Regions from separate parts of the Sus scrofa genome. Here region 2 is linked to region 1. A link is a contact called in public Hi-C data. All regions are on one chromosome and are shown on one strand. The core of a region is the stretch at or near the end of the contact, and the rest is flanking DNA. Distances in the headings are between cores, read along the strand shown. Region 1 overlaps LMO7 (LIM domain only protein 7). Region 2 overlaps LMO7 (LIM domain only protein 7).

Region 1 (6,515 bases), core at 1,294-3,793:
AATTTAAAAGACCCTTCTCTCTTCTTAAACTTCATTTTTGAAGCAATCATTACACAATCCCCATGACGCCACAAAACAGGTCCAATTTTTATAATGAATTCCATGAAATGTACACATTATCTACGATTCAATCATTTTGACAGATTCCACTGGTCACACATGCTAAAATCCTAGAAATGCAAGGATTTTGATACCCAGTCAAGACAATTAGGTAAAAACTAAATATAATTTACATAGAAGAAAATGTCGCCCTCCTAGCTCTTTCCAGATCAAAATTATTGAAAAGGTAATGCACAGTTTTAGAGAAGCCAGCTATCCTGATAAAAACTGGGGGTCAGAGAAGCTGAATGGGGGCCTGAGACCTTTGCACAATGAGGGTTAAGTCTTCTAATTCCCCCAGGCTTCAGTCTCCTCAGCTATCAAAGAGGCCCCAGGATTAGGACAACCAACACTCACGGTTTCCTTCGGGCACCATCTCCCTGCATCTCCACAGCATCCCTATGCGGTAGACACTCTTACCCCATTCTGACGCAGGAAACCGAGTTACAACACAGCTGCTTGCGTTAAGACCGAGGTCAGTCCCTACCTAACAGGCAGGGAACATCCAATGAGAAAGTCTATGAAAACACTGCGTGACCTTTACGACGTAATTCAGAACCTCCCCGCTCCATCCCAGCCTACTCTGCCTACTCTCCAGGGCAGGACTGCCTTACCCAACTTCTCATTGGCTGAGATACAGCATACACATACTCATCCTTTATGTTAAATCTAATTACTCTTCCTATGAATATCTGCACCACAAACATTTTAAGCAAGGAAGAACAAGACCAGAAAAATAAAATAAAATAAAAAGGCAAAACCAATGGCTAAATTTCATGGGTATGGGAGGAGTGGGGATTGGTTGTGTCTCCGAGGAAGAGCCTGCCTCTAATCCCAAAATCACCGACCCTGGTTTTGTCAACAGCCCAAGAACAAACACATACGGGAGTCCACAGAAACACGTCACTCCAGAGATGCAGCTCATCAAGAGGGAATATTCTCAGATGAAAACCTCAGGGTGAAGAGCTTTTCATACTGATTTGTTACGTCAATTTCTTCCAGACTAAGGAATATATTAGAATTCAACTTTCCTTTTCAATTATCTTTCCTTGGTTACCAAAGGGGGAAGGGGGGGAGAGATATATTAGGAGGTTTGTATAAATAAACATGCACTACTATACATAAAACAGCCAACAAAGACCTTCTGTATAGCATAAGAAACTCAACTTAAGATTCCGTAATAGGAGTTCCCGTTGTGGTGCAGTGGTTAACAAATCTGATTAGGAACCATGAGGTTGCGGGTTCGATCCCTGGCCTCGCTCAGTGGGTTGAGGATCTGGCACTGCCATGAGCTGTGGTGTAGGTCACAGATTTGGCTCAGATCTGGCATTGCTGTGGCTCTGGCATAGGCCAGCAGCTACAGCTCCAATTAGACCCCTACCCTGGGAACCTCCATATGCCACAGGTGCAGCCCTGAAAACACAAAAAGTAAAAAAATTAAAAAATTAAATAAAATAAAAAAGATTCTGTAATAACCTATATGGGTAAAGAATCTGAATAAGAATGGATGTAAGTACATGTATAACTGAAATTACTGTACACATGAAACTAACACAACCTTGTATATCAACTACACTCCAATAAAAAATATTTTAAATAATGAATAAAATAAATTATCTTTATTACTCTCAACTAAGATACTAAGAAAGTATTAAGCTACTCATTTATTTAAGAAATCATGTGGGAGTTCCTGTAGTGGCTCAGGGAAACAAACCTGACTAGTATCCATGAGGACGCAGGTTCATCCTCAGCCTCACTCAGTGAGTTAAGGATCCAGCATTGCCGTGAGCTGTGGTATAGCTCACAAACATGGCTCGGATCCCGAGCTGCTGTGGTGTAGGCCGGCAGCTACAGCTCCAATTTGACCCCTAGTCTGGGAACCCCCATTTGCCGAGATATTGTCCTAAAAAGACAAATAAATAAATAATTTAAAATTTTTTAATTTAAAAAATAAAAAATCATGTAATGACAACTGCTATGTGCATACCTGACATGATGCCGGCACTAGGAATGTAAAAGTAAGATGAAGCAATTCTTGGAAATTCCACTTAAAAAGTCCAACCCTGTTTTGAAATTTGTGGTCAAAATGGCATTTTGAGCCTAGGCATCTCTCTAAAATGCGGCTCACCCTTTGAATTTCAGCATGTTCTTGTTTAACTTGTATATTCAGCAAAATAACACTGCCTCAAGCAGCATAATTTCCAAGCCCCTCTTAAGATTTGGCTTTGGACTACATAATATCCCCAGCGTATACCAGGACAATTTTTGCCAATGCTAACATCATCTGATAGCAAAACCAAAGCCAACTCACAGTCTTCCAAGAGTGGTATCAGAATTGCACAGATCACTGAATTCTGAATGGAATCCAACATCTCATAGTGGTCAAAAATCTAAACATTTTCTGCCCTGCTGCCCACGACAAGCCCTGGGTCTCAGTGGCGAGTGCAAATTACTCCTCCCACCTCTCCCCTAGGAAGGGCCCCGTGGCTTCACACAGCCAGGAAGGAGAGACAGATAGAAAAGAACACAGCTCCTGGATAATTAAAAGCCAACTGTCCTCATAAACACTCCAAATTCTCACTCCATCATCATTAGGCCAAATGCCAGGTACACTTAGATGTGGCAGGGGCGGGGGGGGGGGGGGGGGGCTGCAAAAAAAAAAATGAGTTTCAACATGATTTCTGGTCCAGGAGAAGCAGCCACATCCTGATACCATTACCAACTCTTAGCTTACAGTCTCCAGTTATTTTTGCTAAACCACAACCACTAATAAGCCACCAATGGAAAACAACTGGAAAGAACTAAATAAAACCAAGGGAAGAAAGGAAGATTTGCTCCAGGGCTGACAATTTTATGTGCCAGTTTCATCCAGATACAAGATCTAAGACAACCTGAGCCCCATTAGCAGCTAGTTAAATTCACCAAAAACATCACACACAAAAATGCTCTCAGGTTTACAGCTATCCTTTGTTCTGCTAACAATCACAAAAACGACTTCGAAAGAATAAAGTATAAATACATTTTGTCCATAAATACTGGTTCACACTCCAAATTTGTGCTGTTGCAAACAATAAGGAAAATACTGCAAGGGGAAAAAAGTCCACCCAACACCTAGTCTAGTGCATACCTTTTTTCTCCTAGATCAAGGAGCTTTTAAATAAACAAAACACAAGGCGCATGTAGCTGTGAATATCCATTATCAGGATATTTCAAATAGAGTTCAAATGCTTAATATAATCATGGGTTCTCAAGAGTCAGGAGACATCATTGTTCGGTGCAGAAATGTCTCCCACACACATTAGCAAGTCTCAACAATTACCTGCTTATCTCCCAGTGAATTACCATGAGAGTCATCACTGTGGGAAGCATTCATTTTGGGAAACTGTGTGTCTGTATCTCAGGTGAGAGTCACCACTTATTTTATAGGAACTTCAAATTGATAGTTTCATCCCTGGGACTTAGGGTATGCTTTACTCCCCCAGTGTAAGTTCAGTATTAAGGGATGGAGTTGAAGCGACCCGTGATACTGGACTGCCTAAATGATTCTTGATGGATCCTTGCTGCAAGCTGACAATGTCATCCTTCTGGTACCCATTCATTTGTCAGCTTCCTTCCACTTGACAACACATTTCTAAGAAACAAAGAGATAGTTACAGGAGTTCCCGCCGTGGCTCAGTGGTTAACAAATCCGACTAGGAACCATGAGGTTGCGGGTTCAGTCCCTGGCCTCGCTCAGCGGATTAAGGATCCGGTGTTGCCATGAGCTGTGGTGTGGGTCGCAGACATGCCTTGGATCCCGTGTTGCTGTGGCTCTGGCGTAGGCCGGTGGCTACAGCTCCGATTCCACCCCTAGCCTGGGAACCTCCATATGCCGCGGGAGCAGCCCAAGAAATGGCAAAAAAAAAAAAAACCAATGAGATAGTTACAGTTTATTCTAGGTATGTACCCAAGAGAAATAAAAACACATATCCATGAGTTCCCATTGTAGCTGAGCGGAAACAAATCTGACTAGTATCCATGAGGATGCAGGTTCAATCCCTGGCCTTGCTCAGTGGGTTAAGGATCCGGCGTTGCAGTGAGCTGTGGTGTAGGTTGCAACTCAGCTTGGTTCTGGTGCTGCTGTGGCTGTGGTGAAGGCCAACGGCTACAGCTTCAATTCGACCCCTAGCCTGGGAATCTCCATATACTTCAAGCGCAGCCCTAAAAAGCCAAAAAAAAAAAAAAAAGATGATTTTTAAAAAGGCCTTCAATACCATCTTATAACCTATATACAAAAGAAGTTCAATATAAATTAAGCTACTGGAGTTCCCTTGGTGGCGTAATGGTTAACCAATCTGACTAGGAACCATGATGTTGTGGGTTCGGTCCCTGGCCTCGCTCAGTGGGTTAAGGATCCGGCGTTGCCATAAGCTGTGGTGTATGTCACAGATGTGGCTTGGATCCAGCGTTACTGTGGCTCTGGTGTAGGCCAGCGGCTACAGCTCCGATTAGACCCCTAGGCTGGGAACCTCCATATGCCACAGGTGTGGCCCTAGAAAAGACAAAAAAAATAAATGAATATGAATAAATAAATTAAGCTACTACCGTAATCTGCACTATCTCCCTAAATCCCTATCTCCCCTAAAGGTTACATATAATTTCATAGGCCTAAGTCTAAATTTGCGAAGTGAAATTTTTAGCCCACTACCTCACTTACAGAAATGTTCTAATTATACTTCCTTTTATGTATTTGCATCTTTCTATTTTTAAATGTATCATCTTTGCATTATAGCTAAACAATTCCATGACCCTAAGTTTTCTTAAGTGTACTTACGACCTTTTTAAAATAAACTTTACTCACATGGTTTCAAAACAGAAAACGCATGTAAGGTGTACAAAGAGAGCCATAGAAAACAGCTTATATACAGAGCCTCCACCTTAGCCTCTGCTGTCAATTAATTATCATCCCCACAACAGAAGGATTAAGAAATCGGTTTTCCTCCAACAACTTGTAAGAACAAAGTTTCTCCTAGGGCCTTAATAGATCAACAAAGTTCCAGATTATCTCAAAAGTAGATATTGCTGGAGTTCCCTTTATGGATCAGTGGTAACTGATATCCATGGGATATGGATTTGATCCCTGGCCTCGCTCAGTGGGTCGAGGATCCAGCGTTGCCATGAGCAGTGGTGTAGGTTGCAGACACACAGACACAGCTCGGATTCCGAGTTGCTGCGACTGTGGCCCAGGCCAGCAGCTGTAGCTCTGATTAGACCCCTAGCCTGGGAACCTCTGTATGCTGCGGGTACAGCCCTAAAAAAGACAAAAAAAAAAAAAAAGTAGATATTGCTGAGGGCTTCATAACATGTCTAATCTTAGTTTAAAATATCCTTGGCTGGGTAATAATTTCACCTCTTCTTATTGGAATGATTTGTTTCAAGACTATAAAATTTGAAGCATTAATAATTTTTTTTTTTTTTTTGTCTTTTTAGGGCCTCATATGGAAGTTCCCAGGCTAGGGGTCAAATTAGACCTACAGCTGCCGGACTGCACCACAGCCGAAGCAACTGGGATTCTGAGCTGTGTCTGCAACCTACCCCACAGCTCACAGCAACGCTGGATCCTTAACCCACTGAGCAAGGCCAGGGCTTGAAACTGAGTCCTCATGGATTATCAGCTTCTCTTTTAAAAAGAAAGCGTCTGGCAGTGCTGGGCATGTATTCCCTCAGAGCCACGACTGGCTGCCCAGAGTTAAGGACAGGCAGCCCCGGAGAGAACACACTCTCCAGATGGCGACAGACCCTTCACTCGCATCTGCCACCCCCGCCCTTCCCAGCTCCAGGTCACCACCGGGTTGGCCCCACGGCATGTCACTTGGAAGCTACAAGAGATTTTTTTCACTGTATCCCCAAGGCCCTGTATGACTCCTGCCCCATAGGAAGGACTCTCACTCGTTGACTCAGAATTCAGCACATTCTAGAATCACTTGTGGTGCTTGTGATACACGACAGCTCCCAGGCCCTTCTCTAAGTGATCCTGATTCAAACAGGACGCCTGGAAGTCCAACTTCCCAGAAATGCCCATACAGAGTCTGGCCAAGAACTGATAACTATTTATCAGAATGGTTTCTGATAAAGAGTGCTTTAGGTATCTTTAGGTATCTAGAGCTCTCATGAGTCTTGATTTCCTTCTAAGAAAAAAATTGGGACTAAATCATCACTAGAGCTGACAACTCTATATGCTTCCTTTGGTTCTTTATTGGAAATCAAAGGAAACCATGCAGGAAATCAGTTACTGTTCTCTGCTACCACCTGCTGGCAAGTTCCTGGTACTGCAGAAGTATAAACTGCAGCGGGAGATCACTGTCCTCTATTTTTATTTTTTTATTTGTCTTTCTAGGGTTGCACCCGCGGCATATGGAGGTTCCCAGGCTAGGGGT
Region 2 (6,515 bases), core at 2,906-5,405, 83 kb before region 1:
AAAATGAGACAGTCCTACCTACAAATAGGCAAATTCCCTTCTAACAAAAATTTCAAGAGCTGACGTGGTATATAATTCCATGCTCAACAGCATGGTCTTTGGGTCAGATGTAGGTCCCACAAGCTCTGCTCATCTCAACAATTTACTTAACTCTCAGCTTCAGGTTTGATTTCCTTTTGAAGAAATTGGAAATAATGGCCCCTATATGGGTACATCATGACAAAAGTCCACAGGTACCTCGAGTCCTTAGTCTCATGGTGAGTGCCCATCAAGAAGCAGTTATCAGAGTTCCCGCTGTGGTGCAGTGGATTAAGAATAGGAGTGCAGTGGCTGAGGTGGCTGCAGAGGCACTGGTTTGATCCCCAGCCCAGTGCAGTGAGTTAAAGGATCCAGTGTTGTTGCAGTGGTATTAGAAGTTGCACCTGCAGCTCAGATTCAATCCCTGGCCCAGAGAACTTCCATATGCATCAGAGCGGCCATTAAAAAGAAGAAGAAGAAAAAGAAGCTATCACTAGACTGTAAGCTATGATGAGGGCAGGGCCCATCATACTTACCAAGCTACCCACAAAGCCTTCCTATTGAAATCATGCTGGACCCCAGTACTTAAAACTGTAAGCAGCCTGCCCGAAATCCCCATCTCTCATCCCTACTTTATTTTTGTATTTATAACCATCAAATGCATGCATTCATTTATTATTTATCTCTTGATAATCCAAAAGGAATTTTTGTGACGTTGATTACTGCCATATCCCAAGTGTCTTAAGACAGGGTCTACTATCTGGTAAGCACATAAAAATATTTTATTAAACGTGCTTAAAACTAAGCATGGCACTCAGATGCTCTCCAATATCGGTGTGAATACATCTATTTTGCATACAGAAATATAAGTTAGCAAGAGAAAGCCTGAAACGATAAAAGCTCAGGAGGTTCCTAATAAATATTTACAGGATATTTATATGATGTCAAAGAAAACGTGAATTGCACTAGCTTACTTAAAACACACCCAATTTTGACTCAGATTGTATTGATAGTCACACTTGCACTTCTTTTTTATTTCCTTTAAAACTGGAATAAAAGGGGATTCTTTATAATCATAGGTATTGATAGTCACACTTGCACTTCTTTTTTATTTCCTTTAAAACTGGAATAAAAGGGGATTCTTTATAATCATAGGTCAATAATCCCAAAAAGGCACAGATTCAAAAAACAAAGGCCAGCTTCAAAGTGCTGAGTGCACAGATTAAGGGCTGGTCCCTGTGATGAAAAAGCTCCCCAGCAGAGCTCGGAAAGAGAAACGTCAAAGAATCTAAACTTTCCCTGGAACCCAAATTTTCCACAAAAAGGGACAGACATGAAACATTAACGGTTTGCAAAAAATGCCTGTGTTGAATATGCTGCCAGCCTTCTCTGTGTACTCTACACTGATTTCGAAATTGTGTTTAATATTCAGGAAACAGCAAATATGATATAGATATCATCTTCCTCTCTGTTAATGGAGTAGTTCTGGCAGTTTCTTCACGACCTGACGAAGGGCCAGAAGATAGGTGCTCATCACAGAGCTCTGGCCTTTCTGCCAGAGGCCAGGAAGACAAGTGCCACCAACCCTCAAGTCAGCCCATCCATGAAAAAGACCCCTCTGTAATCACCTTATCCTAACTGCTGCCTGGTATACTCAGCACCAGGAAGCTCTGGGTCTGAACGTTTCTTTGGTCAAAGCGCTTTTAAAATACCAGTCCAAATAATCTGTCAAGAATCAGCATCACAGGAGTTCCCGTTGTGGCTCAGCAGTAACAAACCCAGCTAGTACCCATGAGGACAGGGGTTCGACCTCTGGCCTCATTCAGTGGGTTAAGGATTCGGTGTTGCCGTGAGCTGTGGTGCAGATCGCAGACATGGCTCAGATCTGGCATTGCTGTGGCTCTGGTGTAGGCTGGTGGCTACAGCTGCAATTCAACCCCTAGCCTGGGAACTTCCATATGCTGCAGGTGTGGCCCTAGAAAAAAAAAAGGGAAAAAAAAAAAAAAAAAAAAAAAAGCACCGTCTCTAACCAAAGGACGAGGGAAATAAAATCTACATGGAGGCTCTGGCTCTCATTGGGAGATCCAAAGCCAGCTTCTTCCATGAGGCGGCAGCTGGGTGAAGAAGGTGTAAACTTTAACTAGCTCCACTTTAACTAGCTGTCAGACACGATCATGGTACTTCACTCGGTCTCCACAGTCTTGCTGGGAAACCACATACCCATCTCGTTGGGCTGAAAGCAAACATCCGCAAAGTACTGAACCCAAGCAGATGCGTAAAGGAGACACGTCAAGACTGTCTCCAGCTCTCCATTCCCACCACGCCATTGGGTGGAAGGGAAACGCCCAGAGGGCTCTCATGTTTCCCCACACGCAACGTTTTCCCCCTACAAGAGACATGTCTAGGAAATAGAATTCAAGACACTCTTTCATGTTCTGCTTTCCTTTCCCTCGTTCTCTGGGAGGCTCTGAATAAGAAATTATGCCGAGAGTAAGGTCAACCCAAGGATAAGGCAAACTATCATGGTATCTCTGCTGCTGGCCAAACATCCACAATGGCCTCCAGCCAGCCCTCCTCACCCCGCCTTCACCCACTAGGGACTGCCCTGGCCAATGCCCTTCAATTTTCCAAAATCTCAAAATCTGAGGGGAAAAAAAAAAAAAAAAATGTGCCTACATGGACAAAATCTACCGCCCTCATATCCGATAGCACAGTTTGGGAACAGAGTATTAAAGAAAGAGATTCTAGTTTTACTACAGTTTGGGGCAGCCAGCTATGTCACAGGGCTCCATCAAAAAAAAATGCCTTCTGTTTAACCAAAGAGCTAACCCCGGGCCCACATGCAAACACCCACCTCAGCTTTTCCTAGAGTCTCTTCTGGGGGACTGCAACCACACCTGACTCACAACTGTACCCCTGGGGTCAACCAGAGGCCTGGCCAAGAGCCACTGAGCCTTCAAATGTTCATAGGTGCTACTCTGAGCCACTCACTGGGCCAGATCAAGGACAAAGAGATGGAGGAAATTTTCCCCCAAATCAGATACAACCTCATGGGAATGCCCTCTGGCTAATGGGTTGGGATCGGTGTTGTCACTGCTGTGGGTCGGGTCTAATCCCTGGCCCAGGAACTTCCTTCCACATGCCACAGGTGAAGCCAAAAAGAAAATAAATAAATGACTGAATAAATAAATAAAATTTAAAAAAGAAAATAAATGCTAATCACAGAAAAAGATAAAGCTTCACAGAGTTTAAAATTGAATTCCAGGAGTTCCCATCATGGCTCGGTAGAAATAAATCTGACTAGCATCCATGAAGACGCAGGTTCGATCCGTGGCCTCGCTCACTGGGGTTAAAGATCCAGCATTGCCATGGGCTAGGTCACAGATGCGGCTCACATCTGGTGTTGCTGTGGCTGTGGTGTAGGCCAGCAGCAGCTGTAGCTATTCAGTTCAATCCCTAGCCTGGGAACCTCCATGTGGCATAGGTGCGGCCCTAAAAAAGACCAAAAAATAAAAAATGAAAATAATACCGAATCCCCACTTCTCTTTGAACGTTCTTCCTCCATATCTTGATGTCCCTTCTCTTCAAGGTGCCAACTTCTGCACTGGCAGCCCCGCACAAAGAAGACTTCTCACGTTCTGCCCCGATATCACAATCCCCTAAGCACTGAATTTGCCCTGCTCCAAAATCATTTTCTCTCCCCAAATCTGAGCCCCCATGCTGCCCACGCCAACTTCGGGGAAGATCAAATACAGCTATCTCAGTGAAGCATCATACAAGGAAATGTGTGATTAAAAACTCAGGCTGGGGTTTCTGATAGAACAGGAGTAGCTTTGCCCCAAGTGCCCCGGGGAAGACTTCCCTACATCCTAACAGGAAAGAGGAGAGGTCTGGCACCCCTGCCACCATCCCAAGCTTCTCCGGCTACAAGGAACCTAGAATTCAATAAAAGTCTCCAGTGGAACTTCCTCGCCCACGTGGTCTCCTCCCTGCTGCCACACACTCATCCTGCTTTTTGTCCGTAATCCTGCAGTCTCCGTCATCTCCTTTTCTTGGCCCCAAGTAAGCGTCCACCTTTGCTCCTCAGAACAACTGCGACTCACTGGGTGACTATGTCCCTAGGCATGCACTTCCTGAGGCTGCTTCCCAGAGGAAGGCGTGGACCCACCCCTCCCAGAGGCAGTTCTAGCCATGCCCTGCCCTGCCCTGCGAGGCACCAACTGACCGGACTCTGCTGCTTGGGAAATGGGGTTGATGTTAGAGACACTGGGCTCGCAAGACACTTGGTCTCTCTCCAAGCCACTAAGTAATCCCTGCCCTCCAGTTGCTGCTTATGAAGTCTGGCCACCTGTTCACAACTTTAAAAAAAAAAAAAAAAAGGCAAGAAATGAGGTCCTGAATTATGATTTCATAAGGCGTCACAAGCAGAAAAAGCATGTGGACTTTATCTGCCTTCAATCTGTCAGATGTATCTGGGGTTAGGGAGGACACATGTGTGTGGCCGGGGGAGGGGGAACGACTGAGACAATTCAGAGCAGATGCTCTCCTCATGACAGCAGGGGCATCGTTTTTATAAGAAACAAGATGATCTGCCTCCAAATGGGAGGAAAGGAGGAACTATTGGGTTTGCTCAGGATACTGAGTAAAAAAAAAAATTTTTGGTTTTTTTTGGGGGGGGTTGGGGGGGCTGCACCCAAGGCATATGGAAGTTCCCAGGCTAGGGGTCTAAATGGAGCTGTTGCTACCACAGCCACAGCAACACAGGATCTACGCCGAGTCTGCGACCTACACCACAGCTCAAGGCAACGCCAGATCCTTAACCCACTGAGTGAGGCCAGGGACAAACCCGAATCCTCATGAATACTAGTCGGGTTCCTTTCTGCTGGCCACAATGGGAACTTCCTGAAATTTTAAGAAGCACAGTGAGAAAATTAATTTCTCACACTACTGCCTCTAAGGGAAGGCCCTGTTGTTATGCCAAATGCAGGAAGCAAAGAAGGAAGTTAGGAATCAGGCAGTGGCTCCTTTTGCTATTAACAGCCATTTTTATTCATGGAAGCTCATCCTGGCATTGCTTAAAATAGAGCGAATCTTTCTCTAATGACTGTGGAACAGAAAGCGGGAGAGATGTGTAGATGAAAGTTGAAGATGAATTCTCGGAATACTGCACTATTCTTGCCTTCTCTCCAAAACTTAGCTGCAGTTTAGAAAATGAAGTTGAAATTCTTCCTTTCCTCCCACTTCCATCCCTAAAAACGAAACTGTATTCCATTTGACAATCTGCCAGTAATGTCAGGCACATGTGACACAGAGCTTTTAATCTGCCATTGCTACAAAATACAGCTCTACCTGCCTGTGGAAACTGTAAAAATGGCACTTGAGACAACAGCACTCTCTGGAGATAATTAGCGAGCACAAAGGGATAAGCCTGGTGATGCCTGTCCTTACCTAGGTGAGAAAAAACTTCGAAATTCAACAGTTTCTGCCCTGGCAACATAATGCTTATTCCAAACATGACAAATGAGTAAGGACCTTCTCATGAAAAATAATTTGTGATTAAATTTCACACCCCTCCCACACACTTCTAAGAATAGCTAAGTTTCACTTAAAGAGAAAGGGGAAAAAAACCCACAGGCATTCAAAGACACTGGCGCACAGTTCCACTTAAATAATGAAATTGAAGAGTGTTGCTACAGGAGCTGAAAGGTGGGTTTTGTTTCTAACTCATTCAGTGACAGACTCTTTATGTAATTCTTCTATTTCATGGAATATGTTTGCTGGTTTCACAACTGAGACTCCAGCATGCATGTGCCCCTGTTAGATTGGAACCCAGAAAGAGACAATTCTTGATTTAGTAAAGAATTCAGCATCCATTATGTATGTTCTCTGTCCCGAATGGAGTTATGACCTTTAATTATATCAAATGAACTGAGAAGAGACCGGAGGGGGTGTCAATTACAGGCTTCCCCTGTAGGTAACGATGCCAGGTGGCTTTGGATTTACTTATTTCCTTTTTAGGGTCACACCGGTGGCACATTTAACTTCTGTGGCTAGGGGGCAAACTGGAGCTGCAGCCAAGGCCTATGCCACAGCCATGGCACCATCAGATCCTAACTGCATCTGCAATCTACGCTGCAGCTTGCAGCAACACCAGATCCTTAACCCACTGAGAGAGGTCAGGGATGGAACCCACCTCCTCATGGATATTAGTCAGGTTCTTAACCCAGTGAGCCACAACGGGAACTCCAGGTTTTGGTTTTAGACGTAGGAAGTTTGAGACACTCAAGAGACAAAATAGACATGTGAAGAAACTGGTGATTAAGACATACAGGTTGGATGACCAAGCTAAAAATCTAGGTTGGAGATATAATCTGGGGAGTCGTCAGCACAGAGATGACACGTAAAGTCATAAAACTACAATGAGATAGTAGCTGGAAAATTAGTGTAGCTAGAGAAGAGGTCTGGGGATTGAGGCCTGGAAAACCCAGCACATAAGG

The links. A called contact is a pair of places that touch in the nucleus more often than the background predicts.
Region 2: a Hi-C map of embryonic fibroblasts shows a contact between it and region 1, with 2.2 times the contacts expected there. The contact joins two enhancer-like sites. A contact is called at or near these places in 5 of 47 Hi-C or Micro-C datasets (adipocytes, embryonic fibroblasts and fibroblasts) and 1 of 2 datasets of contacts at active chromatin or transcription factors (skeletal muscle).

The regions. Positions count from the first base shown.
Region 1 is chr11:47,973,254-47,979,768 of Sscrofa11.1, reverse strand. All of the region lies in intron 2 of LMO7 (LIM domain only protein 7), which reads right to left. Among named protein-coding and RNA genes, the nearest start is that of LMO7, 65 kb to the right of the region's middle. Within about 2 kb of position 2,543, at least 4 of the 83 cell types and tissues checked have an H3K27ac peak or open chromatin away from gene starts, as enhancers often do. A contact at or near this core is called in embryonic fibroblasts, where this site is marked.
Region 2 is chr11:48,057,386-48,063,900 of Sscrofa11.1, reverse strand. All of the region lies in intron 5 of LMO7 (LIM domain only protein 7), which reads right to left. Among named protein-coding and RNA genes, the nearest start is that of LMO7, 150 kb to the right of the region's middle. Within about 2 kb of position 4,155, at least 25 of the 83 cell types and tissues checked have an H3K27ac peak or open chromatin away from gene starts, as enhancers often do. A contact at or near this core is called in embryonic fibroblasts, where this site is marked.